Regions from separate parts of the Sus scrofa genome. Here region 1 is linked to region 2. The links are chromatin contacts, called in public Hi-C maps. All regions are on one chromosome and are shown on one strand. The core of a region is the stretch at or near the end of the contact, and the rest is flanking DNA. Distances in the headings are between cores, read along the strand shown. Region 1 holds the start of PELO (protein pelota homolog). Region 2 overlaps LOC106506482 (a long non-coding RNA gene).

Region 1 (7,230 bases), core at 2,001-4,500, 100 kb before region 2:
GCTGACAGATTGCTACCTTCCCAGACATGGGAATGGTAATGGCTTTTCTTCCCACTGTTGCTTCAAGTGCTTTCTTCCTACTATTGCTTGTTCTAGGTGTTCCACCATCTTTTGTCAATTCCTTTAAATGCTTCTGCAAATAGTCCCTTTATTTAACTTTCTTCAGTTAAACCCTTCATATGTGCCACTGGTTTTTTGCTGGGGACTTTGACATATATAACAATAAAACTTTATTTGGACTTAGAGAAGGGCATCTTTCGTGATGAATCATTTTTAAATATTGAAAAAAGCTAATACAAGACAGTTCTAAATATAAAGGGAAGTTTACTGAGATGGTTTATTGGGTAGGTGGTTCAAACCCAGCTTTGAAGACTATAGAGAGTTTGGTTGGATGGCAGGGAATGGTAAGAAAGAAGGGTGGAATGCTTTTCTAGATGCATAAAATAGTATCATATGCATAACAGCAAAATGAGCATGAGAATTATGGGGAAGGAAATATGACCAGCTATCATGGGCAGTTTAATGTTCAGAGGTTTTGGTAGGCAGAATAATAATCTATCAAATATGTTCATTTCCAAATCCCTGGAACCTGCAAATATATTGCCTTATATGGTAAAAGGAATTTGGGAGATACGATTTAATTAATGATCTTGAGATGGGAAATTATACTGGATTATCCAGGTAAGCCCAGCATTCCTAGGATTTTTATAGGAAGAAGGAAGTAGAATCAGAGTTAGAGAAGGAGATGTGATGATGAAGCAGAATCACAGGAAAAGATTTGAAGATGCTACTTTGTTGGCTTTGAGATGGAGAATGGAACCACAAGCCAAGGAATGTATGTGGCCTCTAGAAGCTGGAAAAGGCAAGGAAGTGGATTCTCCCCTAGAGCCTCCAGAAGAAAAACAACCCTGCCGACATCTTGATTTTAGTCCTGTGAGACTTCTGACCTACATAACTGTGGGTAGCAAATTTGTCTTGTTTTAAGCCAGTAAATCTGTGGCAGTTTGTTACAACAGCAATAGGAAACTGATACAGGGGTATGGGAGACAGAGGGTGCTGGATTAGGGCAGACCCTGAAAGGTCAGTTGAGAATTTTGGATTTTATCTGATGAAAGATAACAAAGAACCACCAAAGATTTTTGACTAACGACAAAGGTATAATGAAAATTATGTATTCTTAACAAGAATTAGAGGTTAGGTGCAGACTGAAGACAATAAGATGAACTCTATAGTACTGTGCATGAATGGGTGTAGTGATAAGACCCCAGATTAGTTGTGGACTCTATGAATTGATGAGAAGGTTCTAAGGAAGCTGACAACATGATGACTGACAGGGTAACCAACGAAGGAAAGGAAGAAGTCAAATTTCAGATCTCTATGTTGTACTGTGAAATGGGCATAACTATAGCACATATGAGGAACTTGTTGAATCTGAGATAACTTTAAATTATAAATTTCAATATGATTGAATAATATACATGTATAGATTGAGATATAATACATGTATACATGTACACAAAAGATAATTAAGTAACTTAGAAATATGTATGCAGTAGTTTCTGTTAAGTCCCTTCCTGGATTCAGCAAGATTTATTACCCCCAGTAATTGCAGAAAACCCACAGTATACAACTTGGGACTGTTTTAGGCATGGAAAATAAAATAGTTGAACTTAAAACACACACACACATGAAATTGTATTTTGTTTACCTCTGCTTTTTCAAGTTTCATTCTTGTCTTTTTAGAGGATATACAAACCTCATTTGATCTTTTCTACATTGGTGATAGCTTATTTGGTAAAATGAAAAAAGTACAACTTGGGTAGTTAGTAAACCACTCATATTTTGCACAACAACAACAAAAAATGCAAACAACCTCCAAAAAATTTGAGTTGGAGAGGAGTCATAGGTCAAATACGTGTAAAGAGTAATAGTGGCTGATGACAAGGTCAACCACTCACTGACTGGTAAAGCAGTTCAGAAGTTGCCAGTGTTTGGATTATTGGTCATTTCCTGAGTAGTGGGAAATGTTTAGCTCACTCTCTTTATACCACCCCACTTTTTAAAAAAGCTTTGCTTTCTAATAATCCATTTAGAAGTGATCTTCATGAAACTTAACAGTGCTTGAGCATGTATGCCAGGCTAAACCGGTGTGATCAATGCTTTTTAAAAATGGTAAAATGCTGTTAACAAGTACTAATAAACATGCTAGCATAAAGACACTGAATATTGATTGACTATTGATGATATACTAAAGCCAACCATTAATAAACCATCTTTCACACAAAGCTTTACCCCATCCACCTTCTCTTTCCTTCACCCTTGCAGCTTTCCCCCCTTAGGAGCTGGTTAATCATTTGGAAAATCTTAGAAAATGCTATGATTCAATCTATTTTTCTAAATTGAATATAACTGCATCTCTACTGTTTTTTGTCTCTGCTAAAAGATACCTATTTACGCACAACTAACAATAGTGTATCTTGCATTTAAGAAGTTAGTCTGGTCTGCGGTATTTACAAAGTAAATATTCACTATTCCTCCCTCAATTTCACTACGTTCCTTCTCCTGGGTACTAAGACAGAAACATCATTTTGGGGATAAGAGGCAACTTTGCCTTGCATTCTTCTCTTTTCTTCCTGGCAGAAAATATCTTGAATACTTGAGAGCAAGAAAAGTAATAATGCTCACTCCTGAGCAAACTGAGGATGGGAGTTTTGCATGTAAATCAGGTACTCGCTAGTTACCTCTCTCTCTCAAAAAAAAAAAAAAAAAAAAAAAAAGCCATCAGCAAAGCCCTAAAATACCAGGTATAGGGTCAAAAACAACTTTAATTTGAAAAGTCAATAACAGCTTGTAAAATTTTCAGCACGGCTTCTGCCTACGATTGGGGTGAGGGTTTTGAAACGACCTCAAAAGTAATCCATGTCGAAACCAAACGCAGACACCGCTCTCTGTACTCCAACCTGCCCAGACTACTGGATCGCCCGCGAGTAGATCTGCGCTCCCTTCTTCCCTCTGCGCCGGCCCTCTGCTTGCCTCCCTCCCTGTTTTAAGCCCCGAGGCGCGATTCCCGAACCCTGCGCGTAGGAGATGCTCAGAGAAAAGCAGGGTCGCTCACCGGTGAGGAGCCAGCAGCTGGCGACAGCGACCCCTGGGCTGGCGCGGCGCCGGGGGGCCATGGCCGGAGCGGTCGCAGCCCCTGGGGGACCCGGGGACGCACTGGATCGGAGGGAAGGGCTCGGTGAAACCGCGCTCGGGATCCGCGTTGCTCTGGGTCACTCCGCGAGACGCCACAGGTCTCAGTCGCTGGCCCTGTTGGCCCCGGAGCCCGGGAGGAGCAAAGTGATTTCCTGTGTTTTCGACCAGTGCCTCTAAATCCACTCCACGCTTTTCAGCAGGATTGCCACATCTCCCGCCCCTTTGCGCTCTCGGGCTCTGAAATCTCTCTGGCAGCCTCCCAGGCTCTGTCCGAGACATGGACAAATAAAGCCAGCTTCGCGGGTCCGTGTTTAGGCTAAAGTCCACGAGCTGCGAGGCAAACCTTAAAGGGACATCTGCCTTTCATTGAGAGGGTGATCTCCGCTCCCCGTGCCAACTCCCTAAGGTGGTAGGAAGAGGCGGGTGAGGGCCGGACCTTCGGGAGGGTGTCGCCAGCCTGGTGGCTCCGCCTTCGCACCCTCACTTCTCCCGGGGTCTGGGCAGGAAGGGTACTTTCAAAGAGCAAGGCCCCTCGGCCCTTAAGGAGAGGCTGCTTTCCTTGGGTCCGATTGCGCAGAAACAATCTCTCAGTCTGTGAAAGCGAGCAGATGTGTTCCCCGTCCTTCTCCTGTGGACAGTTGAACTTCGCTGTCCGGTCCTCTCGCACTAAAAGGGGGTGGGGGTGCCACCCCGACACGCCCCACGGAGGCCTTGGCTTTCACTTATGGAGAGTTTGCTCCCTTTGTGGTGGTTTGTGGTCCTAGGGAGGCTTTTCTTTGGGAAGTCTATGATAAGCTAGAGGAAAGGAGAAACAAGACTAGGAGGAAAAAAGAAATGCAGAAAGATATAAATGTAAGAGGGAAGCGGGAGGGGAAGGAAGGGAGGAAAACATTCTCCTTAGAAATGGAATGTGTGTGGGCTATTTTGTTTAATCTGAATTAGGATGTTTGTACATTGGCAGTTAAATCTAATAAAGAACTTGGGGCGCTGTTTTATTTCTTGCTACAGACTTTTACAAGTAAGGGTGCATTAAGTCAGGAACATGTTACTCCCTTCTTCCTCACTCCCATCACTCGGAATTGGGAAGTTAAGTTGGCCCATCACAAATGCTGGGGCTTGGAATGCCTCCTCAGGAGACCCAGGCCAGAAGAAGCACTTGGGAGTTTGCAGTGCTTCTTTTGTCTGGTGCATTGTACATCCTTTGAGTCAAGAGCCACATCCACATGTTAGTTTCACTGAATACTGGCTATTTTTTAAGCATCCCTGTCTTAATGGTTTTGAGAATTTCAAAGAAAGGGAAGGCATGGATGAGTGGATTTGTGTTTACAGGTGGTGGAGCCATTAAATTCTATTCAACTTCATTTGATTTGATTCAGTTCGGTTCAACTACTAATTGTTTTGTTCTAGTAGGACTAGGGCTAGACAGGACAAGAGTGCCACCCAAAGGAGGACTCATTGCCTGGAGCACAACATAGGTGATACAAGCCAGAGCATCCCAGGAAAGGGCAGGGAGAAGCCCTTGAGGATGACTTATAGATTGCCAAATAGAAGATTGCAGGGGCTAAAAGTTGGAAAAGACAACATTTTAAAAGTTTAATGAAGGAGTTCCCTGGTAGCCTAGTGGTTAAGGACCGGGCATTGTCACTGCCTTGGCAAGGGTTCCATCTCTGGCCTGGGGACTTCTGTATGCCTCAGGCATGGTCAATACATAAATAAATAAGGGATTCAATAAATATAAAAAGGCCATCAAATCTCAGAATGGGAACTGTCAGCCAAATAATTCCTCTTCTAATTTACAAATTTGAAGTGATTCACTTAGTAAATATATTAAAAATCCTCTTTCCCCTGTTTACAGCTCTCATATTTTCATTTCTTAATCCTATCTTCAAAATTGCAGAAATAAATCTCTAAAAAAATTGCATTGTTTTGGGTCACAATTCAGTCCCACTAGACATTACTTGGGCTCCCTTGCCAGCATTCAGTGCTCTCTACCCCAGTTTGACTTTCCAGTCTCTTTCCCATCTTCATTAACTTGCTGTCAGTTCTGCCATACAGTGCCTTTCTTCTATTTATCTCATCTCTCTATCTATAGTCTCCCTGGTGTTTTATGCTTTCCAGTATGGCCCAAAGGGCTTTGCACAATAATCAATAAATACTGATTAATTGATTTATGCTTAGACATTTAAAAATCACCATAAATATTTCCCCCAAAACATTTATCCAGATTGCTCAGAGTTTTGAAATCCAGATAATAGTGTATGTGTGTGTGTATATGTAGATATATATATATATATTACACATTTATGCATATATAGAATTCTAGAAAATTACAATATATTTAATTAGAAAAAATGAAAAGGGAAATTGCAAAATTATATCTTATTTGAAGTAGGATTAAAACATACTTAGAATATGATCAAGGCTTAGTTACTGGGAGGTTTTTCTTTGGGGAGGTTAACAAATACTTTTTTTTTTTTTTTTTGTCTTTTTACCATTTCTGGGGCCACTCTCATGGCACATGGAGGTTCCCAGGCTAGGGGTCGAATCGGAGCTGTAGCTGCCTGCCTTCGCCAGAGCCACAGCAACGTGGGATCTGAGCCGCGTCTGCAAACTACACCACAGCTCATGGCAACGCCAGATCCTTAACCTACTGAGCAAGCCCAGGATTGAACCTGCAACCTCATGGTTCCTAGTCGATTCGTTAACCACTGTGCCACGATGGGAACTCCCACCACAGCTCTTGACAACACCGGATCCTTAACCCATTGATCGAGTCCAGGGATTGAACCCGCATCCTCATGGATCCTACTCGGGTTCGTTAGCCACCAAGCCACAAAGGGAACTCCTTTTTTTTTTTTTTTAAATACTTTGAATTTAAATATTTTTAAAATCTCCTCTAGGATTTATAATCTAATGATGATAACTACTACTATCAGTGCTGTGGTTGAAGTTAATTTTCACATGTGCTATGAATCTGTTGGCAATATTTATTGATCTTCATGTCAAATCAATGCAGATGTAGAGACAAAGCAGCTGTTGCTGCAGAATTAAATGTAGAATAAATGTTCATTTTCTGAATTTCAATACATCTAAATACAAATCAATGTCAGGAAAGATATTTTCTTAAGCAGTTTTATTCTGTCTGACAGAAAGACATGCCATTGAGTAAACTGAGGCTTAGAAAATATAAAAACTAGGGTCACAAACTGTTAATTATATGAGGTCACTTGATGGAAATGTTAAGCTCTAGACTTTATACTATATACTTTTCTATATAAGTGAGACCTAATCTGATCAAATATCTTTTAGGGTTTGGAAATATGGTTGAAAATTAAAAGTACACTAAGAGGTTAGAGGCTGAACTGATTAAGAATTTGGGAAGTAGAGTCTATGAAATGAGGCAAAAGTAACTGGGGTTACTGACCAATAATTTCAAAAAGATAAATAGGTACTTCCTTCAGAGTATTCTCCTTGGAGATAATCAAATACAGTGAGTAAGTCTCTTGTAGATTCCAGAGTTACATCGCATGGATTCAAGACCTGGAAGCACCATGTAGTAGCTATATGATTCGATACAATTATCTGTTTTCTCTAAGCTTCAGTTTTCTCAGAAGAAAATGGGGGTGAAAATATTGCCTTTCTCTGAAGATTGTTGTGAAGATTAAATGAGACAAGCCTACAAAGCATTTAGCATAATGCCTGGATTAAAGTAAATGCTGAATAGAAATGAATCATTCTTCCTGGTAGTGGGAGAATTAGTATTAGGTAGACAATGGGAACATAGGGCAGGGCCTATGTGTGGTGGGCCCTATAGGAAGTGACATAATTTGATGGGCATCAGAAGGGAACTTTGGTGTTGGGCCAAAAATATTTCCAGCAACTCCTGTTATTGTTTCTAGAATCCTCACCCTTTAGAATATTTACGTTGGATTAGGAAATTGTCTTGTAGATATCCCTATAAAATGGGAATACATTAAGATATCAGAGCCCACTATAACATTAGCAAGGATTTGCTTTTTGCTTTTCAAATTAGCT
Region 2 (6,743 bases), core at 2,434-4,933:
CTAAATACACACATATGTGCAACTCAGTGAATATTTTATAAGTGCATATCTTTATAAGGTTGATGGATTGTGTCAGTGTAACTTTCCTGGTTGTGATTTTTTTTTTTTTTTTTTTTGTCTTTTGTCTTTTTGTTGTTGTTGTTGTTGCTATTTCTTGGGCCGCTCCCGCGGCATATGGAGATTCCCAGGCTAGGGGTTGAATCGGAGCTGTAGCCACCAGCCTACACCAGAGCCACAGCAACGCAGGATCTGAGCTGCATCTCCGAGCTATGCCACAGCTCACGGCAATGCCGGATCGTTAACCCACTGAGCAAGGGCAGGGACCGAACCCGCAACCTCATGGTTGCTAGTCGGATTCGTTAACCACTGCGCCACAACGGGAACTCCTTTTTTTTTTTTTTTTTTTTTTTGGTTGTGATATTGTGCTTTAGTTATACAAGATGTTACCATTGGGGGATCCCTAGGTAAAGGTCAACAGAATCTCTGTGTACTTTTTCTCAAAACTGCTTGTTAGTTTACAGTTTTTTTCAAAATAAAAAGTTTAAAAAGAAAGACATATAAGTAGAGACATAATTGAGTATTTTGAGTTTCACTTTGTATCGTCTACTAAGTAATGTTGAACAAGACCACAGATTATCTTCTAGCACTTGCATTGCCCTCCAGTTTTTGAGTACAGCAAATTGAATGTTATATGCATTAGGATCCTTCAACTAAATCCATCTGTAAATCCTAAATTGTTTTTCAGTCATTCGCTCTGTCAGTCAATAGATCTTTATCAAACACCTATTATAACCAGGCACAGCCACTGCAGTTACAAGCAATGAAATTTTTCCTGATTTTAATGAAGTTTATTTTCCTGAATGAACAGTGTCTGTGGTTTACTAAGAGCCACTGAGATTATAGTTTCTGTTTCCTCATATTTATAGACTGCTTCAGTGGTATCTTATTTTATGCTATGATGCATCTAAGTGTACCCCAGTTCTTTCAAACAAAATCATTGTTTTCAGGTAAAGAAATCTCAAGATTAAGTATCAAACCCCACAAAGATTTTAGAAGGTCAAAGAACATGGTGAGCTATCTTGTGATGGAGCCAGAGTTTTGACAAACCAGGAAAAATATTCCATTTGAAAACGCCTATGATAAACCATGTGACTTACCTATCAAATGGACTGGAGATCTTCAAGCAAAGTTGCTTGGCTAAATCCCAATTGACAAGAGATGGAATTTCACTAAATTCCTGAGATGTTGCAGGCTATAGATTTCTAGCCTTAAATGCTAGCACTATTTCACCCCTGGGTATATCTGACTATGTGTTATACTGGATGATGGGAGGTAGGTTTAATTATATTTTTATTTCAGTAGTGTGCTTGGGGGAAGAAAAGGAAGACAAATGTCAAAATAGCTTTTCTCTAGTTGAGCAAATTTACTTGTATTTCCATGTCTTTAGGTATATATCACTGAATGAGAAACTAAAAACTTCAAAAATTATAGTATGGTTCCAGTTGTGACAATGACTCTCTCCTCTTTGATATTCAGATTTTCTTATTTTAACAGAGGAAATGAGCTGGGATTTCTTTTGCAGTTTTTTCAGCCTTTATTTTGGAGAGCACTTGCCCTGTGATAAGGAAAACCAATGTGTAGCAATACAATGATAACATTACTAACTTTGCAAACATTGGTCCATTGAAAATGTGGGATTTTGCATATGCTAGAAAAGGCAAGACTTAATATGTGATGGAGTCTCTACAAGCCTCATTCAGTAGAAGTTTCTTCCTTAATTACTATTAAGGATGATAAGTATGAGATCTGAGGTGTCTTCTCAGCTTTAACATTCTCCAGCTCTCCCTTTCTGCCACAGAAACTGTCGACTGGTTGTTCATGCTGAACATGAGAATCTGAGCTGACTTGGTCTCACTTGCACAGCGTGACTTTGACCTTAAGACTTATCCTTCTATCCTGTCATTTTATTCCAATTTATAAACCTCCTAATGGGCCTGCTTCCTTTGCTTTCTATACTGGATTGCATGTTCAGCTCATTTTTCGTTTTTGTTTTTTTTTAAACCAATTTCATCAAAATCCTTTCCCTTTGTATTTTATGGAGGGAGACGCTCTCTAGAGCCAAAACACTGCGTACTTATTTAATCTGGTGGAGAAAAACAGTTAAGCCAGGCAGTTGGATCAGTGGCACTAGGAATTCGTAGTTTTGGTTTCCTCAACACCAAAGTCTTTCATTTTGCTTATCTACTATTGGAAACTCCAGAATTCTCTCCAGTCTTCCTAATGTGATTTGACCCGTATTATAGCTCTTAGGACTATGTTTTTTTCTTCCCCCTGATATATGGATATGCCCAATCTCCATGTTTTGTGAAAATGTGTTCTGGAAGCTGCTTTGGAAAGCAGATATTGTTAAGAAATAGTTGTTTTGTTTTCCAGAAAGCCAGTCTGTCCTCTTCTATCCCCAAACTTCTGACTGCATTTACAACTGAGCTTTGAAGAACCAGCTGCTGAAAGTGATAAATCAGCAGCTGAAAATGATGAATGAGAGACTCATTGTAGCTCAAAGTGAAATATAGGTGCTTTTCAACAATGTTAGATTGGTTACTGGACATGGCAGAGTGGTGACTGTTGGTCAAATGTATGAATATGTATATTATAGTAGCAATTATACTTACTTATTTGAATTCTATTTGAAGTCTTCTTCTTACTATAACATTCAGGTATTTTATTTTGAGGAGCACCACTAACAATAAATCAGAGCCAACATTTATGGAGTGTCAATGATGTGCCAAGCTCAGTGCTAGGCTGGGGAGCATTAGCTATGAAACGCTTAGTTGTGATCTCCAAGCACCATTTATGGCCAGTTTTGATCTGCTTTTTAAATTATTGTGCTATCTTTAGATATGACAGGCATTCTGAATTCTAAAACTTGTTTGTAATGTTTCTAGCATGGTTTATGCTTACCCAAATGGAATATTTTTCAGCTTGTTCCTTTCTAAGTGCTACTTACACACCTGTCATTCATGGCTCTTTCCACTCCAATTTTGATTTATTTAATTTGCCCATGTTCCCTGGTACAAGTCCATGTAATGGTCTGTTCATTTGTACATAAACATTTATACAAGATGGAAAAGTTGAAGTAATTTAAATTTAGTCCATTTTTTTTCCCAATATGAATTGTGTGTCACTACACTACTTCAATGAAAGGTTATTCATTGGTTTTACTCTCTGCTTTTTTTATAGCTTCCAGGCATGTTTAATATCTGTGATTAACTGAATTTTTCAGGTTAACATCTGCATTTAATCACAAGTTATTACCCATTTCCTAGACTGGTCAGCGTAGCATTTCAATCACTCCTTCCTTCTTTCTCCACCCGTGTAGTAAAAGATTCAAAGTCATTTATACTTTCTCTCTTTCACAGCCATAGAGCTGCACTTAAATAATATTTAAGAAAGTTATATTTCTTTTGAAGTGGTCACAGGAAGCATATGCTTAGTGTATATAAACAGAGAGAGAGAGAGTTGAGGCACTGAGTTGGAAGGCTTGGTTGATTTACAGAGCTCTTGCATCTACATAGAAATGTTTTTGCCTCAGAGAGAAATGAAAGGCTCTTTTGGGCTTCCATAGCCACAGAGCTCCTGTATAACAGCACTGAGATTCAAAGAGCAAGTCTTCTTTCAGTTTCACATTGCCCTGTTTTTTGGGTGTGCCTCAACAAACTGAAAGTTCTCTGTTTTAGCCTAACTACTCCCTGTCTCACTTCCCCAATTCTTTAATTTTTCAAAGTCATTTGATCATGGAGAATAAAACCTTAAGGATTAGGCATATGTCAGGTGAAGAGGAAAAAGCCTTCATTCCTGTTCCCCTTCCCCTCCAGCTGAACAGGATCATTCAAAATGATTCTTCCATTTTTCTCCAAGTTCTCCATAAACCTGTCATAAATGATTCAGTTTAAGGAAGAAAGATATATTAGAGCAGAGCAACTAAGCATGTGGTAATGTCTGGCTACTATATTTTTGGCAAAACCTGACCTAATCCAGGAATTTGCCTCTCTTCTAAAATTAGTTGTTTTTGTTGGGGGCTGGGGTGAGAAGGGGTAAGACATAAACAACCATGCTGGGATTTTAAATTGATTGGGAACTAGGATGTGAGCAATATTCTGTATTTTTTTAAATATGGATGATTAAAGATTATGAAGGGAATTGGAAAAATTCGTTTAGTCTAAGCAAATCTAGTCTAGTCTAGTCTAAGTTACTCTGACACATTTAATGATGCGCGTGATCACTGTTGTTTCAGGAAGTTTTAGGCCCAGTATATGAAAAAGAGTGTGTAATGACTGCAGTTAAAGTCCCTTACAAATAGTCAAGTAGCAACTTCATTCCCTTTCTCAACTCACTTAGAAACAACAGAAATCATTGTGTGCCTACTATGTGCAAGCCCTTTATTGCCTTGAAGTCAATAAAGTGACATCTTGTTCATCATTTTATCACCAATGTCAAATGCATTGACTAATGATTGGTAGATAACTCAAAGTTCAGAAAAAAGGAATAGCATTTGGGGCCTGTTACAATGAATCTTTAAACTATTTACGTTTTAGGCACCCAATTTATGTCTTCATGTTTAGTGATGCATTTCCTCCTATCAGTTCAATGCTCATCACCTTCAATCCTGAAAGGAAACAAAACAAAACAAAAGAAAGACCTAGGTTAAGTTCTCAGTATTACCAACTGTGTTTTTTTGTTGTTGGTTTTTTTTTTTTTTTTTTTTTAATTCCAGCCTTCTTCTTTCATGACCCACGTCCTTAACCAGTTCAAGAAACTGCTCTCTGCCTTTCAAATTTCAAGTGGCTATGAACAGTATGTGGAAAGAATGTCAACATTTGACAGGGGTAGGGGCCAGTGGTGCCTCTCAGGATCTTGGAGAGCAAGTGGGGATGAATTTTGCATTGAGGTCATCTGGAAGTCTTAGAGCACGGGAAGGGTGGGAAATGAGGGCCTGGGGAAATTTATCCTGGGTTTGGTGAAGGAATAAGAATGGCTTTTTGGTTACATGGATGTGGAACACTAGAGTACTATTCTCTAAGGACAGAATCTAAGCTCTTCCAGTCTCTGTGTCCAGCAGCAGGAGACCTTCTGGAGAAGAAAAGCTCAGGATGGTTCTTTTTAGCTGACCATTTAATCACGTGAAACCAAATGAACCAGGGTCACATGCAGAGTTGACTTCTGTGTCCCTGTGGAAGTACTCTTCATTCATGCAGTCTTCCCAAGTGAGTTGAAATATAGCTTCAGAATCTTCTTCAAATTAGGATTCGAAGCAGTAACTATCAATAAAAGCAGACTTGGATTTTAGAAATAAAACCAATCCCTAGCCTAATAAAGTACAATTTCAGTGACAATGGGAAATACTTTTTGCTCTTGTTTTGATTTGCTCTTGCAGTTCCTCAGTAAAAATTCCCTTAGCCAATCTCTACATGGATATATGCTATCATTGACAGGAAATACAATCATTCCTTCAGCAATGAGTATAAATTGATAATTTCATATCTTTCCAGAGTTGTTCCTATGGATTCCCTTTTCATGTATTCTTTCTGTCATCCCCTTATGCTCATGTGTCCACTAGGGCACCTACTTTAAAAGAACTTATCCCCTAAGTGTTACTTGCATAATCTACATTTATATCTTTCTGTCTCCTGAAGGTCTCATCCAGGCCTGCTGCATCCACATAACGACCACCCATTTTCTTAATCATCAGCAGTCTGACTTCATCCCTCTGCAGTGTACTGCTGGGGCTGCTGCTATTTCTCTTTTATTGAGGACTAACAGTGGTTCAGGAATTATGGTAAAATATCCTATCTCACCATTTAACCACTTAGAAAAGAACTCTAGGGGTTAAGTGCTAAAAACTGGGTATAAAGAGATTAGTTTATGGAGGGACACACAGATTGTAAGTGGAATAAGGAGGAATTAATTCTGATCTAATTGTGATACTAATGTTTTTAAATGCCTTGAAAGACCACTTTTTTAAAAAAAAATTCTTTTTTCTTTTATTTTTTTATTAAAGGATAGTTAATTTACAGTGTTGTGCCAAATATATACACACATTCTTTTTTTCATACTGTCTTCCATCATGTTCTATCCCAAGAGATTGGATATAATTCCCTGTGTTATACAGTAGGATCTCATTGCTTATCCATTCTAAATGTAATGGTTTGCATCTACCAACCCTAAACTCTCCATCCATCCCACTCCCTCCTCCCTCCCGCTTGGCAACTACGAATCTGTTCTCTGTGGGAAGACCAACTTTTTAAAATTTATTTTTCTTTCTCAATCCAACCCTGTCTAAAAGAATTTTCTGTCATGATAGATTAAGTCTATATCTGCACTGTTGTTTTATGGAAGCCACTTGCCATGTGTGGTGTGAGGCACTTGAAATGTGACTAATGCAGCCTAGAAACTACATTTTTAATTTAATTTAATTTATATTTAAGCAGGTCCATGTAGCTGATGGCCACCCTCTTGGATAGCACAACTTTTAAGTACTTCAGTGTCGTTAGATCTTGTCGATAACTTCTTTGTATTTACACTTTGCTTTTCCTCAGTTTCAGTGATCACGATCTCATGATTGTTTTGGTGTTTCATGCTGTCTTTGGGGGTTCTTTTCTTCCTCTGGTTTTCTGTATGTAAGTTTTTCCCACGTTTCTGTGCCAAACTTCTTCCTACATTTTATCTTTTAGCGTTAACACTCA

The links. Hi-C and Micro-C count contacts between places; a contact is called where the count stands out from the background.
Region 1: a Hi-C map of subcutaneous adipose tissue shows a contact between it and region 2, with 1.7 times the contacts expected there. The contact joins the promoter of PELO here to the enhancer-like site in region 2. A contact is called at or near these places in 6 of 47 Hi-C or Micro-C datasets (embryonic fibroblasts, mesenteric adipose tissue, retroperitoneal adipose tissue and 2 more) and 1 of 2 datasets of contacts at active chromatin or transcription factors (skeletal muscle).

Annotation. Positions count from the first base shown.
Region 1 is chr16:32,126,274-32,133,503 of Sscrofa11.1, reverse strand. PELO (protein pelota homolog) reads right to left here and starts at 3,250. Exons shown (of 4, transcript XM_013984761.2): 1 at 3,116-3,250. ITGA1 (integrin alpha-1) reads right to left here and starts at 3,239. Exons shown (of 31, transcript XM_021076769.1): 1 at 3,116-3,239. The coding sequence starts at 3,176. All of the region lies in intron 1 of LOC106506482 (a long non-coding RNA gene), which reads left to right.
Region 2 is chr16:32,024,666-32,031,408 of Sscrofa11.1, reverse strand. The region is part of intron 1 of LOC106506482 (a long non-coding RNA gene); the gene reads left to right. Among named protein-coding and RNA genes, the nearest start is that of PELO, 100 kb to the left of the region's middle. Within about 2 kb of position 3,683, at least 23 of the 83 cell types and tissues checked have an H3K27ac peak or open chromatin away from gene starts, as enhancers often do. A contact at or near this core is called in mesenteric adipose tissue and subcutaneous adipose tissue, where this site is marked.